2 separate regions of the Cyprinus carpio genome follow, and region 1 is linked to region 2. A link is a contact called in public Hi-C data. All regions are on one chromosome and are shown on one strand. Each heading gives the region's core, a stretch centred on a gene start, on an enhancer-like site or on the middle of the called end of the contact. The rest is flanking DNA. Distances are from core to core; before and after follow the strand shown.

Region 1 (6,080 bases), core at 1,857-4,356, 210 kb before region 2:
TCTAATAATATACAGTATATATAATAATCAGGCTTCTTTGATGAATAGAAAGTTCAAAACAACAGCATTTATTTCAAAAAGATAATTGTCGGAAATACATAAATGTGCATGAATATGCTTTTTTTTTTTTTTAAATATGATTATATATAGTCATATTTATAAAAAAATATATATATATATATTCATGTAGGTCACATTACATGTTAACACTGAAATTCTTGTTAGTCTTGTTAGCCTTATTTACATAAAAATCTTGTGGTATAAGAAAAAAAGTACAAAAAAAAGTACAAATGCAGATTTGTTGGAGCTATTTCTCCATATTCTGACCCTTAAAATGACTTTGATTGGTATAACCTAATGTAGTCAGGTTGATTCCATCATATTAAGTAATATTTCAGACCTAAATAAAGCTGTATTTTTAGGTTAGGATTTTTACAGTGACAAAATAGGATACTCCATTCACTGCCTGAGCTACATAAATGAAATAATGAATAGTCAGTGCTGCACCCATGTCTACTAACAGTTGAAGGGACACTTGCAAACAAATGTGCTTCCCTTGTGGATATTTAAGTCCAATGACACCCTAAGCATGCAGTATGGAGAGAGTTTAAGTGGCTATATTCATATAACACACAGCACTGCTCTAATGCAGGACCTGCAGTCTTTACTGGCAATGAATAAGCAGTTTTTAAACTGTTAATAAACTGTTTTCAGTATTACGGTGGATTATTTGTTAGCTTGTGTGGGTTTCTCTGATAAGTTACATCACTTGAATGAACTTACTGTAAACCCCAGTCATGGGATCTCATGTGGAGCCTAATAAGGCTGTTAAACTTGATAAAATTCCTTAGCCTCTCCTCAAGGACGTTTGCTCTACTGGTGATTGATGAATAATGCAGTGTTCAACCTGTTTTTGCTAGTGTTAAACTTTGGATTTGTCTCAAAATTCAAAAAACAACCTGTCTACCTAGACAGCAATAACCCCTATAAACATACATGTCTCTTCATTATCTAAAGGCAAGGAGAATCTTCTATCTGTGTATCTGGACGAAGAAAGCAGACAACTTAGCCTGTACCTGTTCAAAAATGCATTGCAATACCTATATTTTTCTTCTTAATCAAAATAGCCAGGTACCTTTAAAGGTGGGCATATGATGCGATTTCAAGTTGTCCTTTCTCTTTGGAGTGTTACAATCTGTTCATGAATAGATCTCTAAAGTTGCAAAGACTAAAGTCTCAAACCCAAAGAGATATTCTTTATAAAAGTTAAGACTTGTCCACGCCCTCCTAAAACGCCTCATTTAAACACACCCCCACATGTCTATGTCATGATGTGGGAAGATTTGCATAACACTTTTCTTTTCTTTCGCTATTGGAGCAAATGGGAACACAAAAGCAATATTTGTTGTAGTTCCCATTCATCACGGCAGAGGATACCCATGACAACTTCCGCTTTTGAGAAGCATGAAAAAATTTAAAAGTTTGCATATCTGGTAAAAAAAAATCTAAAATTCTTCTGCAGAGTAATCTCCGCCAATCAGAGATCTGACAAGCACATCATGCCAAAAGAACAGTTTAGTGCCCGCCCACTCTTTGTGGAGAAGTGCGAATGAATACATCATTCCCTACGCTCTCAGAATACATAAAACTATGCATAATATGCAACATAATATGCAATAAAAATGAATATAAGATTATGTCTTTAAATTTTAATTTGTCATTCGCAATGCGTCATGGGATTGTAATTCTTTCTCGAATTAAGGCCATTAAGCACGCCAGGGGTTCTCAACTATGGCCCTCGAGGTCCAGTCTTGTTCCTTTGTCTTTTTTTCTGATTTTTGAGTGCTTTTTTGCTTCAAATCAAAACTTCTAACACTAATTGTTTTGGTTTATGGCTCTTAAACAGACTTTTCAAAAGTCCCAATGAGAAAAAAATACTTCAGGAACCATGGCCACTGAAAAAGTGGGTGGGCCCTGTTGCACTCTATAGAATGACGCTGGGGTAAGAAGGGAATGATTCTCCAGGGGGCCTGCCTGTCAGACACCTGGGTTCCTGTAGCAGCTGAGCAAGAACCACTGAGATGAATGGGAATGTTTTACAGTCTAAAAATTCTGCACACGCAAACATGCTGTCTAGGCAGGCATCTCAGTAGTTTTGAAAACACAGCATTTGTTGTTCTTGAGGTGAAATAATGCACACAGGGCACCATATCCGTGCGAAACGTCATTTGCAAAATGAGCGGCATTTCCAGTCGCACTTAGAATAGAAAATGACTGCAAGGTCAAAGCAGCGCTGCAGGTAAAATACACTAAATATAGCATTTATTCCGGTGCTGCTTTTCAAATAATCTGAAGAATATACGTTTGAGACAAACGTTTTAAAGATTCAACAATTTGGGTGCTTGAAATTTATGCGAAAAAAAAAAAAAACATTAAAAGAGCGCAGCCCAATGAATGATCGCACTTCAGGGAGGATGACATTGCATTAAAATGTGTAAAATATCAAATATTGAGGCGGCGTAAGTACGTGAGACCTATATATTCCCGAAATGACAGATAGTTTCCCAAATGCTGTGATATTAAACATGTACACAAACACGATTGCAAGTGTAGCGTCTACTGTGGTGCTGAAAGAATTTTTCAGCTCTGCGTCGTATTCACTAACAGCCTACGCACTCTATGCGCCTGGAGGACGTTAGCGGAGGCTCTTCCTACGCAATCCATGCTACGTAAATTGCGCAGAACGTCCGCCGGCAAGTTCAGCACTAGCCACCCCGAAAACATACGTTCGCACTTCCGTCCCATGCAACATTCAAACACGTATAGTAAATGCATAGACTTAACTCTTCACTTTTCCAAATGTCCCGACTCCCAGCGTGTCTCCGAGGATGTAGTGTCCTATCTTTACCCTGCCTTCGTGTTTCTGCTTTTCAGCCATTTTACTACGTGAGATCCTCGGGCTGCCTCACAGGAGGCAGGATTGAGCTTTACTAAACCCCTCTAAGTGCTGATCTGAATTCAGCTTCAGGGGAACTCTGTAAACTCTACACATACAGACAGCTCTCGGATCAGCTGATAAGGCGTTAACTGCTGGGAAAGGGGGCGGTTTAGGTAAACAAGACTGTTCCCCTCACTGGTTACCTCACATAGCCTACACGTCACAGCTTTACTTACAGTTAAATATAACAACATTTCCACTTCATCAGTGATGGTTTAGTATAATTATATTGTTAGTTTTTATATACTATTATAGTTTTTATACATATTTTGAATTGCTTTTTATTTTTATATTTCCTTTATAATTTTAGCCTAGTGTTTTTGTTGTGCATTTTATCATGCATGTTTTTTTTTTTTATTTATTTATTTATTTATTTATTTATTTATTTATTTTACATAGTTTTTATTCATTTTATTTCAGTTCGAGTTATTTTAGTTCATCAAGTTCAATGAAATGAAAATGAGGAATGTTGCTTTGGCAACTAGCTGCTATAAATATTAATTAAATCGTTTATTTTAGTTTTAGTTAACTATAATTGCCCTAACTATAATAACCATTTTATAATAACATAACTACAACATACCATTTCATTTGATTTTTATCTCTTTTTTTTTATAAACATTGTGACATTACATGACATTTACTGGGCATTTAAGACTTTTTATAACCATAATAACACATTACTTCATAGAGTAAAATAATATAATAAAGCTAGAAAATATAAAATATAAAGAGATGTGTGTTGTTTAAAGAAACATAACTACTGTCGTGACAAGGAAGTGTTAATTTAAAATAAAAATAAAAAATCATACAATTTCACAGCTGCACAATTTTTTATCAACAGATTTTGTTGTCATATATTTACAAAAACCTTTATAATACCAGGCAAAATCAAGCCTGATCTGAGTTCATGTAAGTAATAGTATTACAGTATTTTATAAGTAAATAGTTATTAGTAAGTGAACATGTTGAATCTAAATGTGTTGAACAGATAAAATTATTCTTATAAGTTATATATACAGTTATATAGTTTAGTCTATTTGTCCCAGTAAACCAGTGCCCTCCAACATGTCTTTAAAGTCGTACATTGGCACATTTTTGTAGGCTACATTTTGTAACTTGCACAGTCATGGATTGTCAGAAGTTGACTTATGTGTAAAGGCTATATGCGCTGTACACAACTGAAACGGTTTATTTGAGATATATATTACACAGCACTGCACATTTTGCATGTGTCCTTGTCTGACACACTTATTTCAGGTCTTGGAGCCTGGGAACAACTGGTCTAATATTATTCAAGCGTATTAGTGTATTACATGCTTTTCACCTCTAGATGGAAGTGCTTCATCAGTGTTGAGGTGGAGGGATGTTACAGTGGCATCCAATTTATCGGCATCCTGATTCAAGCCAAGAATAGCTTTATATTTGGGGGTGGGGGTTATATTAGAAAATACATGTGACTACATTGGGATATGCATAAAAGAAAGAGAAAGAAAGAGTTGTGTTCAAGCCACCTTTGCTGCAATAGCATGATAATTTATTTATTTATTTTAGGTTTCCTGCAGTTTAGTCAATTGATTCTTGAACACCACAATTATCTTATATAGTGCCTAGATCCTCTGTTGGATTGGGGTCTTTGACACGGCCATTGTAGGCCATTTTCCTCACTGTGCTGTTGCTAGTCAAATGTTAATTTAATCTTTATGGGTGGGATCATTGTCCTGCAAAAAGTTGAACTTCTACCATGCTTACATTTTTAAAGACCACTTCTATTGCAGCTTTTCCCTGTGCTTTAGAGTTTCACATCCTTTACATTTAATGTGTTTTGGATCACTCACTAAATAAATAAATAATAACAGACAAATGGTTTAATAAACTAAAAACCCATTAATTTAGTACAACACCGTGGACAATACGAAAATTTGCCACAAAGCACATTTAAATACAGAGTTTCAAGAAATTGTTTATTATTATTATTATTAGGCTATTATTAACAAAAATTGTTTAAAAATCAAAGTATTTACATTTTTTAAAGGAAATGCATTTTATGAATACTACTTTCATTACTTATACTATTTATGAATGACACATAGAATATCAAGGGATGAAATGATTTATCAGAGGAAATCGAAACCCACAGGCTTTCTGCTCCCTTTAACGCCCCGCGACGTGACTTCCCGGTAAATGAGAGAGCGGCGTGGTCACGGTTCCGAGCAGCGGGCGCTGGGGGCAGTGCAGCTCGCTGTGTCCTGGAGGGCTGAGGGCTTCATTCATCCAGCGCGGCTCAGGACAGGAGAAGGGGGGCGAACGCTTACTGAAGGAAAGGAGGTGGAGCCCAGAGGAGGATTCATAAACTGGAGTTCATCTCCTAGTTTTAAAACGCCGCTCTCAGTTCAAACCTTCAAGTAGCCTAGAACCAGAACTAAACTTAACTAACCGACTCAAAGCGACTCATCATTCAGAAAGGTAACTTACCGCTCCGGAACACTGCGGCTTCACCGGACAAAGTTGAATGAACTTGATTGCACGGACAACTCATTGTTTTCACTAACTTTTCAGGACGTCTTCCCACTTAAAAAGCCGGGACTTTAACTCCCTCAAACTCTATACGACACGTTCTTGCTGACAAGACCACTGAAATCTCTGGGATTTTAGGAGAAAGACATCCGGAGGAACTCTCTCAAATGCAAAACTATATGTATGAGAAGGCGATGGCACCCGAAACAAGAAACGGAGGAACATCCACGTTAAATAACAACGGCGTAGACAACAGCAAGAGGAAACTCTTGATAGCACTAGACATCTTCTGCCTTGTTCTGGGTGAGTGTCCAACACACAAACATTTGTAACAGTAAAACCCGCATTATGTCTAAAATCAATGCACCATACGCAGATTTACATAATAGTAGTTTGCAATTGAACACTCTCTAATGTGAAAGTGGTTTAATTTTTATGGTGTTATTTATATTGTTGTTTATGTATTATTTTAAATATATCTCAATATACATAGGCTACTAAGAAAATAACGTTAAAAATGAATCACTTTTATTATAATTGTTATTATTATTCTTATGTGTTATGA
Region 2 (5,901 bases), core at 77-2,576:
GTTTTCTGTACAGTGTGTTTACAAACCTAATGGTGTCCTTCATCGCTTTTAATCAAATTAAATATAAAATATATAAAAGCAAATAATAAAACAGTAAAAGAGCTCTTAGTACTCACCCAGTTTCTTTGAATATGTGTCTAGTTTATAAGCAGCCTGTTCCAGAGCCGTAACCTGCTCTTCGATCTGGTTAATCTGATCCAGATAAGGCTGCAAACTGGCATCTAGAGCAAAAAAAAGAGGACATCATTTAAAACAATCAATATATGGCTTGCATACTCGCTTATTAGCACAAAAATAAATGCATGCAATGATAACAGTGATGTTCATAAACACAAGTGTACTTTGAACATTATGATAAGACAATCTGGTTGGGAAAAAAAGAAGCTTAATGTCATATTAACAACATACATTGGTTGATTTGATATATTGCTGCCACATTTCTCACATTTCTGGTTGAGATCTTGTAGATTGCGGCTGATGTTGATGGATATGTCCTTCATCTCCATGTACTTCAGACTGGTGAGTTTGTTCATGTTCTCCAGGAGCTTGTAGTCCTCACAGGTTGCTGAGCAAACAGAACAAATATTACACACGGAGTTCTATATAAACAGAAAGAGAGAGACATATATTCATTATTCTTCTATTATCATTACCGGTGAGCTCTCCCTGTAAGAAAACTGACATTTTGTCAAACATGTCTCTGCAGAGCTCATTGATATCAGGTTCAGCGGGTTCAGTGGCCTCCTCCGCCGTCTCCACTCCTCCGTCATCTGTTACAGACAGCAGACACTTTTAGTGAGCAGAGTTTTTAAGCACTAAATGTATTTATCTAGTTAGACAGCTTACTGGGTTTTGAGACACAGACACAGTCTAGTGACAAATGTACACAAAACGCATCGTTCTCTTTGGAAACAGAACAAGTCAAACACCCAAAACAGGGTGCATTCGCTCAAAAATAAGCGACAAACACAACCTGACGTTGCAATAGCTGCACTGGAAAGCTGAGAGAATCTCTACTACAGATGAAGCTGCAGTGACTTGCACACAGGCTGATTTATTTACAAAAGCAGCTTACTGTTAGTACTGGGTCTTTTGGCTTTTGGGTTCTCTGTCGCATCGTCTCTCCTGTGCTCCTGCTCGTGCTCGTGCTCGGGCTCGGGCTCGGCTGTGAGCTGGAGGTCGGTCGGGGGAGCGGGCGCTTTGCAGATGCTGTCCATCACTGCGGACTCATCTCCTGTAGCTGCCATTTTCAGCTCACATGATCACATGACCAGAACCAGTTTCACGTGACTCCTCGTTTCTGTCTTTTTTTCTTATGCAGTGAAATTAAATCGAATTGTTTTTTTAAGAAAAATCTGGTGTAGCGAAGCTGAGATAACACTTTATTATTTATGAAGCGTTACGATAATATGTGAAAACAATTACAAAGTAATCAGATTTGTTACTCTTACTTCTTTTGTATGTAATATTCTTTTTGACATGCATATCAGATACAGTTCCCAAATACAGAATGTGAAACTTAAAGGTGTATCATGAATTAATAAAGTATAGGTCAAAAACACGTTTCATATGCCGATATGGGTGGGGCTGCGTGACAACGCTGCCAATTTAAAAAGAGTGAAGCACAGAACAATGAGCTTCTATGATATGTATTTCCGCCCGAGTGCTTTTCAAAATAATTATTAATGCGAAATTGGATTAGTACTCGGAATTTTGTCCTCGTGTCTTTTTGTGTGGATTCTAAATGTAGTGATATATATATAGTGCTGTCAAAAAAGCTTTTTTTTTTTTTATAATATGTTTACAGACATGCATATATATTAAAAAAATATGTTTTGTTTATATATAAAATATATTTATATAATATTAATATATATATGTGTGTGTGTGTGTGTGTGTGTGTGTGTGTGTTTATATATGTGTGTGTGCATTTATATATACATAAGAAATATACACATTTCACATATATTATATAAACTAAAATGTTATTTCTATGTGATTAATCGTGATATATTGTGTGTGTGCATTTATATATACATAAGAAATATACACATTTCACACACACACACATATATATATATAAAGATAATACATTTCAGATTACATTAAATATTTTTTTAATTTTATTGATTCATTAAATTCAAACTAATTCAAAAAGCACAATAAACTAATAACTTAAACAACTGATCAATAAATAATCCACTTAAAATATATCCAGTTTCTTCTTTAAAAGAATGATACTATAACATGAAATGTGTGTTATATAGTACACTTTGAGTCATATTTTACTAATTTTCACACACATATTAATGATAAGGGAAATATTATTATTCACACTTTATGATGTTGAATGAATGTATCTACTGATTATTTGTATTATTAATTTACTTGTGTTGCTTGTTTCTTTATTTTATTATTTTATTTAAGTCATTATTTTATATACATGCATTTTTCTTACAATTTATATGTATTATTATTATTATTATTATTATTATGAAGGTTTTTTTTTGTACCTTTGTTTTGAAAAGACTATCCGTCTACACCCTCCTAGCGTTCCATTGGCGTCGCCCGCTTCACAGGTTTGGCGTGGCCCTCTCTCAGCCCGCTGCCCTCTGCCTGTGACGGGAATCCATCGTGACAGGATACCAGCAGCACCACCGACTGTAAACATGGCGGCGTGCACAGCCAGATGCCTGTGCTATGTGCCCCCTTACTGAAGCCCGGATCATCGACACACTTCCATGATGGAGACAGAGGAGGAGCAGCACATGACCACGCTGTTATGCATGGGCTTCCCAGACCCGGTGGCCATCCGGAAAGCTCCGCCTGGCCAAAAACGACATCAACGAGGCTGTAGCGCTGCTCACCAACGAAAGCCCGGGACTCGGATACGGCTACGAGCCGATGGAAAGCGGCCCATCCCCGAGCTCCGGCCTCAGCGGAGACGGCGAGAGCAGCGGGCGCACGGGCACCGGAGGGTTTGATCCTCCGCCTGCGTATCACGATGTCGTGGAAAGTGAGGTATGATTATGAAACGCATGCATTTGGGATCATTCGCACGGTTGCTTGAGGCGGAACCACCGGGGCTGTCAAAAACCGGAGGGAAAGGCGCGCGCACGCCTTTATCGCCTCTGCATAAGCATGTAACGTTATTACCTGTTGTGCATGTGCATGCAACACCTGACAAGGATGTCAAGATATTTTCTCTTAACGTTACATGCTTATGCATGCTTTAGCAGGTTACGAAGAAATTCAGCAGAGGCATTCATTCACATGGCAGCAGAAGTTGTAGTATCTTGGGGGATGGGTGTTCGTAGATTGCATTTAAACGCGTGACTTTGTTAGAGTTTACTTTGTTTTTATTTGCGCGTTGAAAGGGAAGCATTCAGCCAATGGAGTGTTTTTCCTCTTGATCAATTATTAAACTAATGTCTGTCTTGCTGTTGAGTAATAGGAGGAAACGTGTGGCTGATGATTTGTCTGTCTTGCTGTTATGATTCATGTAAGGTTGTTCAGATTCCAAATCTCAAGAGTAAACTACTTTTTAAAATACTCGTAATCAGTACATTAGACTTACACAGTTTGCATTGTCATTTCTGTTATGTTAAACCTCTGATTCTTCAAGTCCGCGGAGAAGCCAATACTCAGAAGACAACAAGATAATGTTACTGGGTTGACAATTAGACAGACAGTGTGATGAGATTAATTTGCTGTCCACGGAAATAGTCCTAGCAAAATTCACATGTTCTTTAATATATTTTTTGTGTGTGCATTGGAGTCTCGCCCCTAGTCATTCCCACGTAAGAGATGAACAAACACTTTAATTAACATTAACACATTAATTAATGTATTGTTTGTTCGTTTGTATACGCGCGCAAGGTTTGGATGTGATGTCTTCTGTTCTTAGTGTGTCTCTGGTCTGCCTAATTCATCCTTCCTCATTAGTGTCTTGAGATTGAAAGCAGGAATTCATCAAATGTATGTTTGGAATGGCATTAAATGTTGCATTGATACAGTCATCACTTCTACGAATGAATGGATATTGCTGTAAAATTTCATGTTTTTCAATATTGTTTTTTTGTATGTAGTTACTTTTTCCTAATATGCTTTAAAATCATAAGATCTGATTTTGTTTTATTATGTTTAAATTAAGATGATTTTAACTTTCCATAAGTCTATTGTGGCTCTTTTCTGATTTTTTATCTGTCAAAATAGCACAAAAGCTACATCAGTATATGGTTCGGTTAGCACAAATGTAATCTAAATGATGGAAAAAACCTGGAAAAGTCATGGAATTTCAAAACGGCAATTTCCCAGGCCCGAGATTTTCGCTCGTTTTTTGGGACAGTTGATAGAATTGTCACTTGCCTGTATCATTTGGACATCTTTTTTAAACCATTCAGTAGTTGTGCGCTCCACAATGGTTTTGGGACAGTTGATAGAATTGTCACTTGCCTGTATCATTTAAGCTCCGCATATAAAGCCGCCTCGCAAACACCTCGCGACTACCAAATTGAGTGATTTTTTGCAGCTTATTGCGTTTAAGAAGCTAAATACACACAGTTATGTCAAAATGCCCGCCTGGCGAGTATTCTCATAAACACAGTCGGTTTTGTCTTAAGTGAATGTACTGTAAGCAGTTGTTGAGAAAGAAAACCATTGTGTGTATAAGAATATTGGATCTGTGCTTTAGGTCTTAAAGGGACAGCAGCCTAATAAAGCTGTGTGTCTGTCATTATTGTTAATCAAACAACAAAAGACAAAAAATATGAGTGATTAAGATGTATCGATGATTTTGGATAAATAACTTTTGTAACTTTAATTTTAACCATTAAAGGCCCGGTTTTACAGACAGGGCTTAGACTAAGCCAGGATTAGGCCATAGTTCAATTAGGACATTTAAGTCATTTTTATTAACATGCCTTAGAAAAATCATTTACTTGTGTGCATCTTGAGACAAAACAAAGTCACGGATATATTTGTCTTTGAGTAAGTGAAAGTTTCTTTTATTTATTAAAGATCAGTTTTTGAATTTTTTTCTGGGATATTTCTGTATATTTCTGTAACTGAATACTAGGCTACTTGTTAGACCTAAATAATTTCCTAAATGCAAGGTCCTGAGTTTAGTTGATAATATTGGTTAAATAAATTGTAATATTCAGTGATGTATTATGTTCTCTGCGTGGAGAAACGTCTGGAACAGTTACTATAAACAAATAGAAAGCAAATAAATTAGGGGTGCTCTGATCAGGATTTTTGAGGCCGATCACTGATCACAGAAAGCAGTATCTGCCGATGCAGATCTTTTTAAAGCCTTCTTTTTATCATTTATAACTATTTATAGTGGTACTCTAATCAGGATTTTTAGACATTTATTCAGGGCCTGAATTTCATTTCTGAAAATGGAGGGAATTCCCCTCTTACGTGACTCTTGTGAGAGGAGAAGCAGCACGGACTGTGCTTTCACACAAGAGTCTGCTAATGATCCGTGGCTGTTTACCACAAACACAACATTTCTCCATTACTTTGATTTCAAATCCAAACATTGACCCTGAAAATACTTTTTCAGCATTCCAATTTTTTTTTAATACAATCTTTCACAGACATGTTTAAACAAATATAAGCAACACGTTATTCAATGCTTTTTACTTTTGCATTTACTTCTAGATTTATATATTAAGTTGCTCAAGCAATTGGCAAAACGTTTAAACTACTTTTCTTACGTTATCACAAACTTACCATTGACAGAAATAGTCAGCTCTATTGCCTTTTCTTTTGCATTTAAATCTTTATTACAAGCAATCCTGCGGTTCATAAAGAACTTTCTTTTCCTACCTCCACCACGAGTGCCATCTATTATTGCCTTGTTTATCTAAAAGTGCTCTTTCCCTTAAAACCAAG

The links. Hi-C and Micro-C count contacts between places; a contact is called where the count stands out from the background.
Region 1: a contact with region 2 is called in a Hi-C map of liver, with 8 times the contacts expected there. The contact joins the promoter of LOC109113825 here to the promoter of LOC109112658 in region 2. A contact is called at or near these places in 5 of 8 Hi-C or Micro-C datasets (liver and skeletal muscle).

Annotation. Positions count from the first base shown.
Region 1 is chrA20:9,960,437-9,966,516 of ASM1834038v1, reverse strand. It overlaps LOC109113825 (5'-AMP-activated protein kinase catalytic subunit alpha-2), which reads right to left and starts at 3,106. Exons shown (of 9, transcript XM_042777568.1): 1 at 2,845-3,106. The coding sequence starts at 2,938. It overlaps LOC109113307 (phospholipid phosphatase 3-like), which reads left to right and starts at 5,261. Exons shown (of 6, transcript XM_042777567.1): 1 at 5,261-5,818. The coding sequence starts at 5,683.
Region 2 is chrA20:9,747,775-9,753,675 of ASM1834038v1, reverse strand. LOC109112658 (biogenesis of lysosome-related organelles complex 1 subunit 2-like) reads right to left here and starts at 1,326. Exons shown (of 5, transcript XM_019125564.2): 1 at 1,076-1,326; 2 at 654-770; 3 at 446-565; 4 at 117-221. The coding sequence starts at 1,247. It overlaps LOC109112960 (ubiquitin carboxyl-terminal hydrolase 24-like), which reads left to right. Exons shown (of 74, transcript XM_042777233.1): 6 at 2,552-2,818; 7 at 2,820-3,021. The coding sequence starts at 2,742.